Linked DNA regions of Sus scrofa: region 2 is linked to region 1. The links are chromatin contacts, called in public HiChIP or PLAC-seq maps. All regions are on one chromosome and are shown on one strand. Each heading gives the region's core, a stretch centred on a gene start, on an enhancer-like site or on the middle of the called end of the contact. The rest is flanking DNA. Distances are from core to core; before and after follow the strand shown. Region 1 has its middle 42 kb from the start of VBP1. Region 2 has its middle 12 kb from the start of CLIC2.

What was found. HiChIP or PLAC-seq counts read pairs in DNA pulled down with a chosen protein or histone mark.
Region 2: a contact with region 1 is called in an H3K27ac HiChIP or PLAC-seq map of alveolar macrophages. The contact joins two enhancer-like sites. A contact is called at or near these places in 1 of 47 Hi-C or Micro-C datasets (embryonic fibroblasts) and 1 of 2 datasets of contacts at active chromatin or transcription factors (alveolar macrophages).

What each region holds. Positions count from the first base shown.
Region 1 is chrX:125,440,199-125,446,633 of Sscrofa11.1, forward strand. No RefSeq gene overlaps it. Among named protein-coding and RNA genes, the nearest start is that of VBP1, 42 kb to the right of the region's middle. Within about 2 kb of position 1,868, at least 10 of the 83 cell types and tissues checked have an H3K27ac peak or open chromatin away from gene starts, as enhancers often do. A contact at or near this core is called in alveolar macrophages, where this site is marked.
Region 2 is chrX:125,569,261-125,575,781 of Sscrofa11.1, forward strand. No RefSeq gene overlaps it. Among named protein-coding and RNA genes, the nearest start is that of CLIC2, 12 kb to the left of the region's middle. Within about 2 kb of position 1,346, at least 3 of the 83 cell types and tissues checked have an H3K27ac peak or open chromatin away from gene starts, as enhancers often do. A contact at or near this core is called in alveolar macrophages, where this site is marked.

The DNA of each region.
Region 1 (6,435 bases), core at 618-3,117:
ATTTGGTGGCCAGCATGGGGCTGGTGAAGTTAAAATGCCCTTTTAAAAGACCAATAGCGCCAGGCTCGGGGACAGGACCGGCTCCCTCAGAGCTGGTGGCACAGATCTAAGTGTGGGCAAAAGCAGGGAGAGTAAGGGTTACAGCATCCAGAGGACCCCCTGAGATCCCAAAGCTGCAGTTAGCTGTTGATAAACAGCTGGAGTTAGAGCGGCAGGAAGGACTGAAACAGGCCCCCTGATGGGCACTTAGCTTCCTTAGAGCAACAAAAGGCCGCTGCGAAGGAAGTCAACTCAGCAGTGCTTACGGGTACCAGCAGCTTTGCAGCCTCCCCCAAATCACTGCCTCCTGCACCCTGACTTCAGCCGCTTTAAGAGAGGAAAAGCCCGGATCAACTCGTAGCAGGACCGTGTGAGCAGGTGGGCAGTCCCCACTCCCCGGGGAAAAGTACCCAGTCTCCGGAAGGGGCCCTGAGGGCCAAGAGACAGGCGGGAAAAATCTACAAAAACTCCTGAGAATTTCTAGCATTTGGATTGAGATCTGCTCCTTCCTTGCCCCTCCCAGCTCTGCCAGGAGGAGACCCCACTCCAGACCGGTTCAGGGTTCCACCTCCCCGCAGCTCAGGGCCGCGCAGCCGAAGGCCTAGGAAAGAGCACCTGCACCGCACGAGCCGACCCAGAGGGCGGGAGAGCTGCACTTCCCAGAAACGGGAGACCAGTATCTGGATTGTACACAGAACTTGACTCCCTCCCTCTCTCTCTCTCTCTCACACACACACACACACAACTGGAAAAACGGGCAAAGGATCTGACCAGACATTTCTCCGTGGAAGTCGTACAAATTGTCAATAAGCACATGAAGAGATGCCTGACATCAGTGGTCTTCAGGGAAAGGCCAGTCAAATCCATGAGACACTTCACACTCATCCGAATAAAAATGATGATAATTACAAATGTTGACAAGGATGTGGAGAAATGAGAGCTGTACGCTGTGGCCGGGAGTGGACAGTGGCCTCCAAAATGTACCACAGAATGTCACCACCAGCCCTGGCAACTCCGCTCCTAGGTGTTCACCTCACAGAATTGAAAACAGGTATTCGAACAAAAAGACACAAACGTTCCTAACAGAACTAGTCACAATAGCTACAAGGTGGAAACAAACGTCATAAAACGGAATGACGTACTGACAGTTGCTACAACACCGATAAATATTGAAAATGTAGTGAAAAAAGGCAGACACGAGGAGTTCCTGCAGTGGCGCAGTGGTTAACAAACCCGACTAGGAACCATGAGGTTGCGGGTTCGGTCCCTGCCCTTGCTCAGTGGGTTAGGGATCCGGCGTTGCCGTGAGCTGTGGTGTAGGTTGCAGACGCGGCTCGGATCCCGCGTTGCTGTGGCTCTGGCATAAGCCGGTGGCTACAGCTCCAATTCGACCCCTGGCCTGGGAACCTCCAGATGCCACGGGAGCGACCCAAGAAATGGCAAAAAAAAGACAAAAAAAAGACCAAAAAAAAAAAAAAAAAAAAAAAAAGCAGACACGAAGGAACACGTATTGTATGATTCCATTGATATGAAATGTCCAGGATAGGGACAGAAAGCAGACTAACGGTTGCCAGAGGCTGGAGGGATGGGAGTGAGAAGGTATCAGGCTTCTTTTTGAGGTCGCGCAGGTGTTGGCAAGCTGACTGGTGACATCAGCGTGCCCACCGCTGCGACTGCACCAACAGCCACGCACCCGTACACTTCAAATGGGCGAATTGGATGTAAACAGTCTCAATAAAACTGTTTACCGCAATGAAAAAGAGAAAGGCTCTGCATGCAGCGCCCGCCAACCCTGCAGGCGGGTCCTTCCTCTCTGCCCGCCCCTCCCTCGGCCGAGGAGTTAAGAAGTAGTGAAACCAAACTCCTCCGCAGAGTTGGGACAGAACTTGCGGTGGCCAGAAAAAGAGTTCAAGGTGAATCCGTGAGTGAGGCTTGGCTCAGTTAATTGCATGTATGTAAACTCGTGTACCTGGTGTTGACACGTTCCAACGAGATGTTCCCGAAGGGTCAGAAACGGTCTCCAGAGCCCGAGTTTACACGGCCTGAGTCGCGCCTTGGTCGTTGGCAAGTTGGCGGCGGCGGCGGCGGGAACGGGGGCCGGGCAGCCGGCTCCCGGGTCACCTCCTGAGACCCCACGGTCAGGTCACCGCACTTGGCCTCTCTGGCTGTCAAGGCGAAACACCTGTGCGTTGCAAGGTAAAGAATTCCATGTTCCGGATTTTAAAAAAGCAGCTCAACTGCTGCCCCAAACGAATCGGCTCGTGTGACGCCGCCGAGTCCAAGGAGGCCTTGGCGGCCGGCCCCGGGTCCGGGCGGGCGCCTTCGGGCTCGGGCGCTGCTGCTTCGGGGCTGCCAGCCGCCCGCGCTCGGACCCGAGGTCCTGGGAGCCCGGCTGCCGGCTGCTGGGGCTGCGCGCCGGGAGGTGGGAGAACGCCGGCCGCGCGGGGCCGGGGCGGCGGGGACCCGGCGGGGACCCCCCCCCACGCCCCCTCCGCCGCCTAAGCTCTTCGTGAGCCGCCTGTCCTCTCCGGTGGGACCCATCTTTCCGGGGACGGCCGCGCCCGCAAGGACAAGCCAGTCGGCCTGGCCTGGCCACGGGCTGCGCCGGCACCGCCTCAGGGAAAACTGCTTCAAACGGCGCCTGGCAAGGGAGCCGGCCCGCCGTCCGCTTGGGCGGTGTGGGCTGACACCCGCAGGACAGCCGCGGTGGGACCCACACACGAGCCAGTGAGCCACGGGGGTGGCCTCGGGCAGGGCGCCGCAGAGAAGGGACATCCGGAGAATCCGCACGTGCCTCACGTTTCTGCTGCGCGGAAGCGGGCGCGGCGGAAAGAGGGCAAACGGGCTCAAAGGGAGCACTGACTCAGCGAGCAGGATGACTGAGCCTCAGCTTTCAGTGCAGCCCCCCCTTCCGACGGTCAGTAGGCGCGTAAAGGTGGCAGTTCGGCAGAAGAGGACCTCCCATCAAAACAGGATGCGAGGGGTTCCCATTGTGGCTCAGCGGGAACAAACCCAACTAGGCTCCATGAGGACGCAGGTTCCAGCCCTGGCCTTGCTCAGCCGGGTACGGACCTGGCGTTGCCTAGAGCTGTGGTGCAGGTCGCAGAAGCAGCTGGATCCCGCATTGCTGTGGCTGTGCCATAGGCTGGCAGCTGCAGCTCTGATTCGACCCCTGGTCTGGAAATTTCCATATGCTGTGGGTGTGGCCCTAAAAAGAAAACAAAACCAGCAGGATGTTTCCTTATTCGGTGGGGAAGGGGGAGGAAGCTTAGACCACGTGCGTGCGTAATGAACGCCCTTCGCTCCTCAGTTCCTCGCAGGCCTGCCCCGGGCTCCCTGGGAGCTCTAACCTGGTGCTCTCGCGTCACCTGGATCTGATGCTGCATTTGAGTCATTATGGACATTAATGATAAAGATGAATATGAAGTGATGATTCCTAAAAGTGATACTGGTGTGGCCCATACGTCAGAGGCGAGACCATTCTAGGTACAAGGAGTACACAAAAGACTGCTGTGCCACCCGGAGAGAACATGAGAGGTCACGTAGTCTGGACCTCCTACTGGCTGGTCAGGGCAGGGTATGCGCAGCTGCCCAGACGCCCTTGCTCTGCCTGGGCCAGTGACATGTTTAACTGGCTCACTTCCGGTTGGGGAGCCTGGCTGAAGTCTGTCCTCCGGGTGGACCCGATCATAACATGAGGCATCAGTCACAGTCACTCTTGAACTGTGTGCCTTAAGCAAACGGAATGGACTTGGCATAAGCCTCTATCAGTACAATCAATTAGAGCACCCTTGATGGTGCAGCCTATGCATCTGAGAAGTCTTAGCTGGGTGAAAAGTCAGTGGTGGAGTTGCCCTCAGGACCTGGTCTTGGCAGGATGTCTTGTGATCCAAGTTGAACACAAGATGGGAGGCTTGTGAGGCCATCTCCCTCTCACCTTCTCATCTCTCCTGGAGGCTGTCCTGAGACACTTTCTCATTGCCTTCTGGATTCGAATGAGGCGTGAGTCTCTCGGCCCTGCTCCACTCAGGGTATAACTACAGAGTACACAACCTCTTAGTGGTGGCTCTCTGTATCTAAAAAGGACTTGTTACTTTCCAAGCCAAACCAGTCACTCCTGTGCTTGGCCTTTTGCTTAACAATGTGGGGATTATGGAGTTCCCGTCGTGGCGCAGCGGTTAACGAATCCAACTAGGAACCATGAGGTTGCGGGTTCCACCCCTGGCCTTGCTCAGTGGGTGAAGGATCCGGCATTGCTGTGAGCTGTGGTGTAGGTTGCAGACGCGGCTCAGATCCCACATTGCTGTGGCTGTGGCGTAGGCCGGCGTAGGTCTGATTAGACCCCTAGCCTGGGAACCTCCATATGCCATGGGAGCAGCCCTGGAAAAGGCAAAAAGACCAAAACAAACAAACAAACAAAAAACACCAAAAAACAAACCAATGTGGGGATTATGTGCAAGAGTATCCTTGACTTTGAGAAATGCACATTAGGGTATTTAGGGGTGATGGAGCATCATGTCTGCAGCTTGTTCTCAAATGGTACAGAAAACCCCTAATGATAATAATGGTACACACACACACACACACAAACACATGCACACACACTGCACAGATGTGGGAGAATGTTAACAATGGAATGGCATGGGTGAAGGGTACGTGGGAGTTCTTAGCACTGTTCTTCCAACTTTTCCGTAATTGAAAATTATAAAGAATTACATTTAAGATGCTGTATATACATGTATGTACAACGGCTGAAAGGCTACATGAGAAAATGATGAGGTTCAGGCCAGAGAAACAGAGTCTTCTTCTTTTTGAAATCTTCTGTCAACTGATTTCAGTTTCAACAATGAACATGTATTCCTTTCATAATACAAAACTAAAATAGAATATCCAATGTTTAAAAGCACAAAAAGTAATATAATAAAGAAACCTTGGAGAGAGACGGGATTAAGATGGCGGAATAGAAGGACTGGAGCTCAACTTCTCTCCTAAAAACAACAAAATTCACAACTAAAGACTGAGCACTCTTCACCAAAATGGACCAGAAACCTTAAAAAAGATCCCCTACTCCAGAAGAACAAGAGGAGGCCACATCAGGAGGTCGGAGGGGCGATTTCCCGATATAAACAACCCCACACCTCCTGGGTGGGAAGCTCCACAGACTGGAAACTAATTGGTTCACAGAGACTCACCTACTATCCTTTTTGCTATTCCTTTTTGCTTTTCTCTTTATTTCTGTCTTTATCCAGTTCTAATATTAATGCATCTTATATTTTTTGTATGTGGATTTTAGTCATTTGACATAATCTTTAAAATTGTATATGGTACATAGACCTCATAATTATTTTTTAAATAGTCGCTTACTATTCTATGTGGTGGCAGTACCACATTTACTCATTCAGTAAATGAAGAATAAAAACAAATCCTAGGGAAGGAGGCATCTGATTTCTAGAGCTGCATACTATAATATTACAAATGTCCAGTTTTCAACAAAGAAAATTATGAAAGCAAAAAAAAAAAAAAAAAAAAAACAAAAACAAAAACACTATGGCCCATTGACAGGAAAAAAGATATTAAAAGAAACTACCCTAGACAAAGCCCAGGCATTGGATTGGATTTACTAGACAAAGAATTTAAATCAACAATTGTAGGGGAGTTCCCGTCGTGGCGCAGTGGTTAACGAATCCGACCAGGAACCATGAGGTTGCGGGTTCGGTCCCTGCCCTTGCTCAGTGGGTTAACGATCCGGCGTTGCCGTGAGCTGTGGTGTAGGTTGCAGACGCGGCTCGGATCCCGCGTTGCTGTGGCTCTGGCATAGGCCGGTGGCTACAGCTCCGATTCAACCCCTAGCCTGGGAACCTCCATATGCCGTGGGAGCGGCCCAAGAAATAGCAACAACAACAACAACAAAAGACAAAAAAAGACAAAAGACAAAAAAAAAAATAAATCAACAACAAAGAGCAAAAGGAAACCAGTAGAATGATGTCTCCTAAAATAAATAATAACAAGGAGACAGAAAATCTTTTTAAAGGAATGAAATAGAAATTCTGGACCTGCAGAGGCTCGACAGCATATCTGAGCAGGCAGAAATAATCAGTGAACTTGAGGATAGCTCAGTTATCTGAGTCTGAGAATCAGAAAAGTTACGAAGGGACAGGACCTCAGAGACCCATCAGACAACATCAACCATAACGGGAAGTCCAGCAAAAGAGAAAGGAGAGAAAGGGGCATAAAGAATATTAAAAGAAGTCATGACTGAAAATTTGCCAAATTTGATGAAATCCTTGAATCTACGCATTCAAGAAGCTCAAAGATTCCAAGTATGATAAATTCAAGAGCCCCATACCTAGACGCATAGTTATAATATCTAAAGCCCAAGACAATTAATTTTGAAAT
Region 2 (6,521 bases), core at 96-2,595, 130 kb after region 1:
CCTGCCCCAGCACCCCTGGTTTGAGCCAGGCAGGGGCGGTCCCCTCAAGGCTCCTGCCTATGAATCTTGCCACTGGAAAGCCTTTTCTCCAGAACCCTCAATTTGCAGATGTAATTTTCCCTGGACCAGGCTCCGCTTCTGGTCCCTTGATTTGCATACCACCGTGGAAATGACACCTCACCATAGAAAGCTAGAGGAGAAACCAAGTCTGAGATCCACGGTTTTCAATGACGCTGTGTCTTTATGCCTCATGTAGTTTGGATTTGATTAGTAAGGAACTTTATGTCTGCTGCTTCCCTGATAGGTACTGGTCTTTACTGAACTTTAATTTTTTCATTTTTGACAATACCAGCCTTCCATTTCAGAATAGTGATTAGAAGATGTACGGAGAATTTGTAGATATGTGTAATATACATATATTATATATATATGCATATATATAGCAAAATATACTTCAAAAATATGTAAAAATATAGTTATGCTAAAATAAGAATTTTCTAAATAGTAGGGATAGTATCGCGTGCAGTCCATGGCCCTGAGTCATTTCTTTTTTGGTTTTTAGTTTGTTTGTTTATTTATTTATTTATTGCTCCTTTTAGGGCTGCACCCCCAGCATATGGACATTCCCAGGCTAGGGGTCAAATCAGAGCAGCAGCTGCTGGCCTACACCACAGCCACAGCCACGCCAGATCCTGAGATCCTAGACTCATCTGCTCACGGCAGTGTAGGATCCTTAACCCTCTGAGCGAGGCCAGGGATGGAATCTGCGTCCTCATGGGTACTAGTCACGTTCATTTCCGCTGAGCCACGACGGGAACTCCTTTTTAAAAATATCCTGTGCAATAAAGCCAAGCTCCTTTGTAGCCCAGTTCTACGACTTTAGCGCATGTATAGATGTGGGTATCCACCACCGCCTTCAGCAGATGGATCAGCTCCATCAAGCCCGATAAGTCCCTGCTCTGCTGCTGCTGCCCCTCTGTAAGCACTGCGATTTTTGTCCAAGTAGCCTTTGTGAGGTAGAGCCCTGGGGGTGGGGAGCTGGACGGTGAGGCAAGGTTCAACGAAGACCACGAGGCAAAGTGAAATAGAGAAGTTTATTACTCACAGGTCCTGGAGGATGTACACAGCCAGCCTGGCGGGCCACACAGGAGGTCGAGGCAGGGCCCTGGCGGAGGGGCAGCAGCAGGCCCCGGGACATATGCCTTTATTAGGGTCCACAGGTGAAGTGTTTGTGAGGTCCCCCGCCTAAGGCCGGATCGAGTCGGTAAGCTCTGTGGGAAGGAGCTGGGAGGCGGAAGAGACTGTTTTCGCACCAGGGGCTTTGGGGAAGTCATATCTGTTTCACTTTCTTGTGACTCTGATGGCTGTCACCCAGGGCCCCTTAGCCACACAAAATGGGTGCAGAGGCTGCGATATTATGGAGGCGTTTAAAATCCCAACAGTTGTTAAACTCTTTCTTCAGACCTAACCCTTGACAACCACGGCTTTGTTTCCCGTCTCGGAAAAGATTCCCTTTCCCAGATGTCCTAAAGGTGGGTTCGCCAGGCGTGCCGCCTTTCGAGACTGGCTCCCATCACTAAACGTGCTGCTTTTGAGGCTCATCTAGGTTGCCGTGGGTGTCACGAGCTACGTCCTGCTGCTGAGCTGTCTTCCACTGTACGGATGTACCACGGTTTGCTCAACCACTTGCCTGTTGTGGGCCATCTTGGTTGTTTCCCGGTTAGCCCCATCCTCGTCCCCTGGGGGCGACCACTGTTGTTGGTTTTCCCTTTGTTGCCACACAGTGGTTTTGCCTGTTTTGGACATGGAATCGCACACGTGGTAAGGACTTTCAGTGAAGCCTCTTTCGAGATCCACCCAGGTCGAATGTGTGTATCAGTGATTCACTCCTTTTTATCCTTTCGTGTTATTTAGCCACGCTGATAAACCACAAGTGGATGGACGTCTTGCCTGTTTTCGGTTCTGTGTTATTATGAAAGATGCTGCTAGAAACGTTTGTGTTCAGGAGTTCCTCTCGTGGCTCAGCACAAACAAAACCAACTAGTATCTGTGAGGATGAGGGTTCACCCCCTGGCCTTGCCCAGTGGCTCGGAGATCTGGTGTTGCTGTGAGCTGTGGTGGGGGCCAGCAGCTGTAGCTCCTATCTGCCCCCTAGTCTGGGAACTTCCACATGCCCCTGGTGCGGTCCAAAAAAGCAACAACAACAACAAAAATCCCCAACATAGTTGTAACCCTTGCTCATGTCTAAATAACAATCCCAGCTTTCTTGTGTTGGTGTGGTATATGTTTATTCATTCTTTGACTTTCAATCTCTTTGTGTTCTCATGTTTAAAAAGAATCTTTCAGAGTTCCCTTTGTGGCTCAGTGGTTAAGGAACCTGACCAGGATCCATGAGGATGTAGGTCCGGCCCTTGGCCTCGCTCAGTGGGTTAAGGATCTGGCGTTACTGTGAGCTGTGGCATATGCCACAGATGCGGCTTGGATTCTGCCTTGCTGTGGCTGTGGTGGAGGGTGGCAGCTATAGCTCTGATTCCACCCCTAGCCTGGGAACTTGCATATGCTGCAGCTGTGGCCCTAAAAAGAAAAAGAGAAAAGAAAGCATCTCTAAGATTTCATTTTCTTGTGATTAATACTTCAATTGAGGTCTGTCCTCTTAAGAAAGTTTTAGTTACAACGCATTAGTATTGACTGCAGATCTAGAATATTCATTTGGCTTATCTGAAACTTATTGCCTATTGATGAGTAACTCTCCGTCTCCTCCTCCCTTGAGAACCTGGCAGCTACTGCTGCACTCTTTGAGTCTAAACTTGGCTATTTTAGACTCCTGGTATGAGAGGAATCATGTGGTATGTGTGTCTCTTTTTGGCGTATATTCTGGAACATTAGCCTACTGTTCTGAAGCTCTCTCTGTATTGTGTAAGAACAGCCCTTACAGAGCAGCTGATAGTGGAGTCTGCTGGGTTGCCAGAGCTGAAAGCAAGTCCTATCAATATTTGAAAGATGTCAGAACCATGTTTCAGTTGGAATTTAAGCTCGAAAGGCTCTTTGCGTCTCTTTCCCCACTGGCCTTGGCACAATAGATTTCCACATGCTCCTATACTAGGAATGAGAACTCAGCACCTCTTTCTGCAGTCCACCTCTGTCTCCAGATATTTTCCTTGTATCCATGTACAGTGATTTAGGGAATTAAAAAATCTTCATTAAGGTTCTTTAATGTCAAAAAATGAACGGTGTTTCTCTAGGCCTACCTAGGATTCAAGAGCCAAATATAGAGACGAGGGTCATTTTAAAAGGCCCAGAATTTGCTGTCCTGTTTAGCCACTCTCTCAAGGTTTTCAGACCGTCGGTTGGTATTGTTATACATAGAACCTTAGACTCTTAATCTTTCCGCTGAGTTCTTACTGAATAGGGTGCCTGGGTGCGTCTTGTATTTTCCCACCTCTGTCTTCACTGATTCATGGCCCCCACCTTCAGAGAGCATGTTTACTTAATGATACAGACTATTTTTACTCAGGGATTTTCCTCTGTGCCTAACTTATACTTAACATTTTTAGTTAGTGCTCTTCTTTGCGATCATTTTAGACATTTTATAATGGGGAACGAATAATCTGTATGTATACAAACAACTTCCTAGTTTCTATTTTACAAAAAAAAAAAAAAAAGATTTTCACACAGCAATCCAAACTCAAGTAATATTCGGATGGGACCCTTGAGCTGGAGAAGAGTTTTTGGATTTTGTCTGAAGGTATGTTCCCTTTACAGACAATGGTTTGATTTCACCAGCTCCAATGCTACAGCACTAGACTATAGGCAAGAATTTTGCCTAACGGATCAAGCCCACCTCATGGTACATGAAGTGAATCGGGTTACAGCAGGCAGAGAAGTACATCATTTCCTTTGGATGCTACAAAGTTAATTCTTTCTGTTTTTTGGCCTGCAACATGTGGAAACTTCTGAGCCAAGGATCAAACTCACACCACAGCAGCGATCTGAGCTGCTGCAGTGACAATGCTGGATCCTTAACTCGATGTGCCACGAGGGAACTCCTACAATATTAGTTAAGTGACCCAATTTTTCTAGTGAAAGTCCAGACCATAAAGTAGTTAGAGGCCTAATACCTACTCAGGCTCTGTTGGCCTTTCAGATGATCAGTTGAAATGATTCATTTTGCGAGTTCCTGTTGTGGCACAACGGCATTGGTGGTATCTTGGGAGCGCTGGGACACAGCTTCTGCCCCTGGCCTGGCACTGTGGGTTAAGGATCTGGTGTTGCCCAGGAATTCCGTATGCTGCGGGGAGGCCAAAAAAGAAAAAAAAAAATGATTCATTTTTCATAACTGTGAGAAATAGTCTTTATTTTTGCTCTTTCTTCTTATCGTTCCATTTTTTTTTTCTCTGAGTATGGATTGATCTCACTCTCTCTCTCTCTCTCTCTCACACACACACACACATGAACACACACACACACACACACACACACACACACGAGACAAAGAGTGAACTCTTTGTTTAAAGACAATGAGAGTTTTTAGAAATTTGAGGCTAGTGATTCTGAATCCAGTACCATTGTGAGCTGGATGCAGGCAAGTGAAGAAGCAGGGTACCCGATGGCTCTTCTGGGGCAATTTCTCAGCTGCAGAGGCTGGCATTTTGGATCAGTGCTGAGTTGTCTCTTTCTGGCAGTTGCACTAGAAGCAGTCCTAGAATTTTCAGGTGAGTCGCTAATTTCTGATGCTCTCTTTTCTTTTGACTCTAGGACAGGCTCCATCCTTACCTACCACACATTCAGTTAGTACTATTATTAGTTATTACATTTAGTTACTTGTTGCTTATCACTGTTATGGAGTGAGTATAGAAAACATCTGCGAATTGATATCATCTGATCAGTACTAGTGACGAGGAAGTGGGCTGTATGGAGCCAAAGCATTCTTGGAGCACAGACAATGAATTTGATTTTGGAATGAAATGTAAGGGAGAATAAGAAAATCGATGTGAGAAGAGGGTAAAGAGGCGAGTTTCCTATGCATAAGCCCAAGAGTTTCACTGGGAAAAGCCACTTTCCCCAGACATTTCTTGCTGTTCTGCAGGCATGAGGGTTTTGACTTTATATGCAGCAGGGAAGTATATATTGCCAGGGAACGGCTAAAGCAAGAAAAGGGAGTCAAGAATACATGGCCTGAGAAGGCTTCTGAGAGAGAGAGCAAATACCTCTTTTCTCCAGAGGTCTAAGTACTGGTTGGCATTTGTGAGTGTTTCAGAGGTAGGCCTCTTCCTGCTGATACTGAAAATATCCTCAGAACCCAAGTTACAGAAAACTATTTCAGAGGAAGAAATGGATTCAAGACTAGATATTTCCCTGGGGAACAGAATGACGGAGTCTTCACCATCAGAGCGCAGTGGATTCTCAACACAATCGCCTTAATGATTTAGGCCAGATATGTCGTCAGTGAGGGACAAATTGACAGACTGTATCAGATTTGGAGGATTTTATTTCCATATTAAGAAGATGCAGAAGTTCGCTGGTGGCACAGCAGGTTAAGGCTCCAGGACCCAGCTTTGTCACTGCTGCGGTGCTGATTCAATCCCTGGCTGGGGAACTTCTGCGCGCTGCAAGCATGACCAAAAACGGCAGCAACAACAACAGAATTCACTCTAAATACATATTTCCATCTGGTTTATGTAGCCACAGCTCTTGACAGTCCTTCCCTCTGCTTCCCTCCAGAGGACTCTTGGGGACATTACATAAGGTGACATTAAGGAACACCAGCCCTGGCTTAGGTGTCAGGAAAATGTGTTCTTTCCTTACTAAATAGATAAGGAAGCTGCGGTTGACCCTGGAAATAAGTACGTAGCAAAATCAAATCCACTGCCTTAAACAATATGATGATTTGTATTGTCCACGGCATGATTAGAGCTTATAAGGTCACTAAATTGTCAACTGTTCTTCGTTTTTTTCTGAAGCAAGACTCTAGCTCATGGTTTAATGTTAGAAACCTATTGTCACTCTTAATTAGTTGAGTCGATAGTTTAAATGTCAAATTTGATGCTATCACTCTTTTTTCACTTGTTTCGTTTTTAGGGATGGTATTTTTGTTGTTGAAAGTATAATAAGCTTCTTGTTCCAACTCTAGAAAATAGGATCATACTCAAAGCCATTAGGGTCCAGAGCCAAACTCGTACTATTATGATTCCCTTTTTATAGAAGAGTAATTTCAGACATAGAGCGATTACGTAATTGAGGGAAAAAGTAAGGAGGAGGTCAATGTTGATGCAGGGAGGGGGCTTGAGGATGTAAATAAGAAATGAATTGAGAAGTTCAGAAATTGATTAGGTGGTAGAGAGCACAAAAGATGGAGGGTATCAGTTGAAGACAGAGGATGTGAGGAATCAAAGGCTGCTATCTCCTCGGACTGGGGAGTTAGTTACATTTTAAAAGGGCAGGGCTGCTGGATTCCGTGGCTGTGCTGGACCCCACTTTCTTCCCTCACACCTCTCCAGCTGGGCAGGTCATACATGAACTAT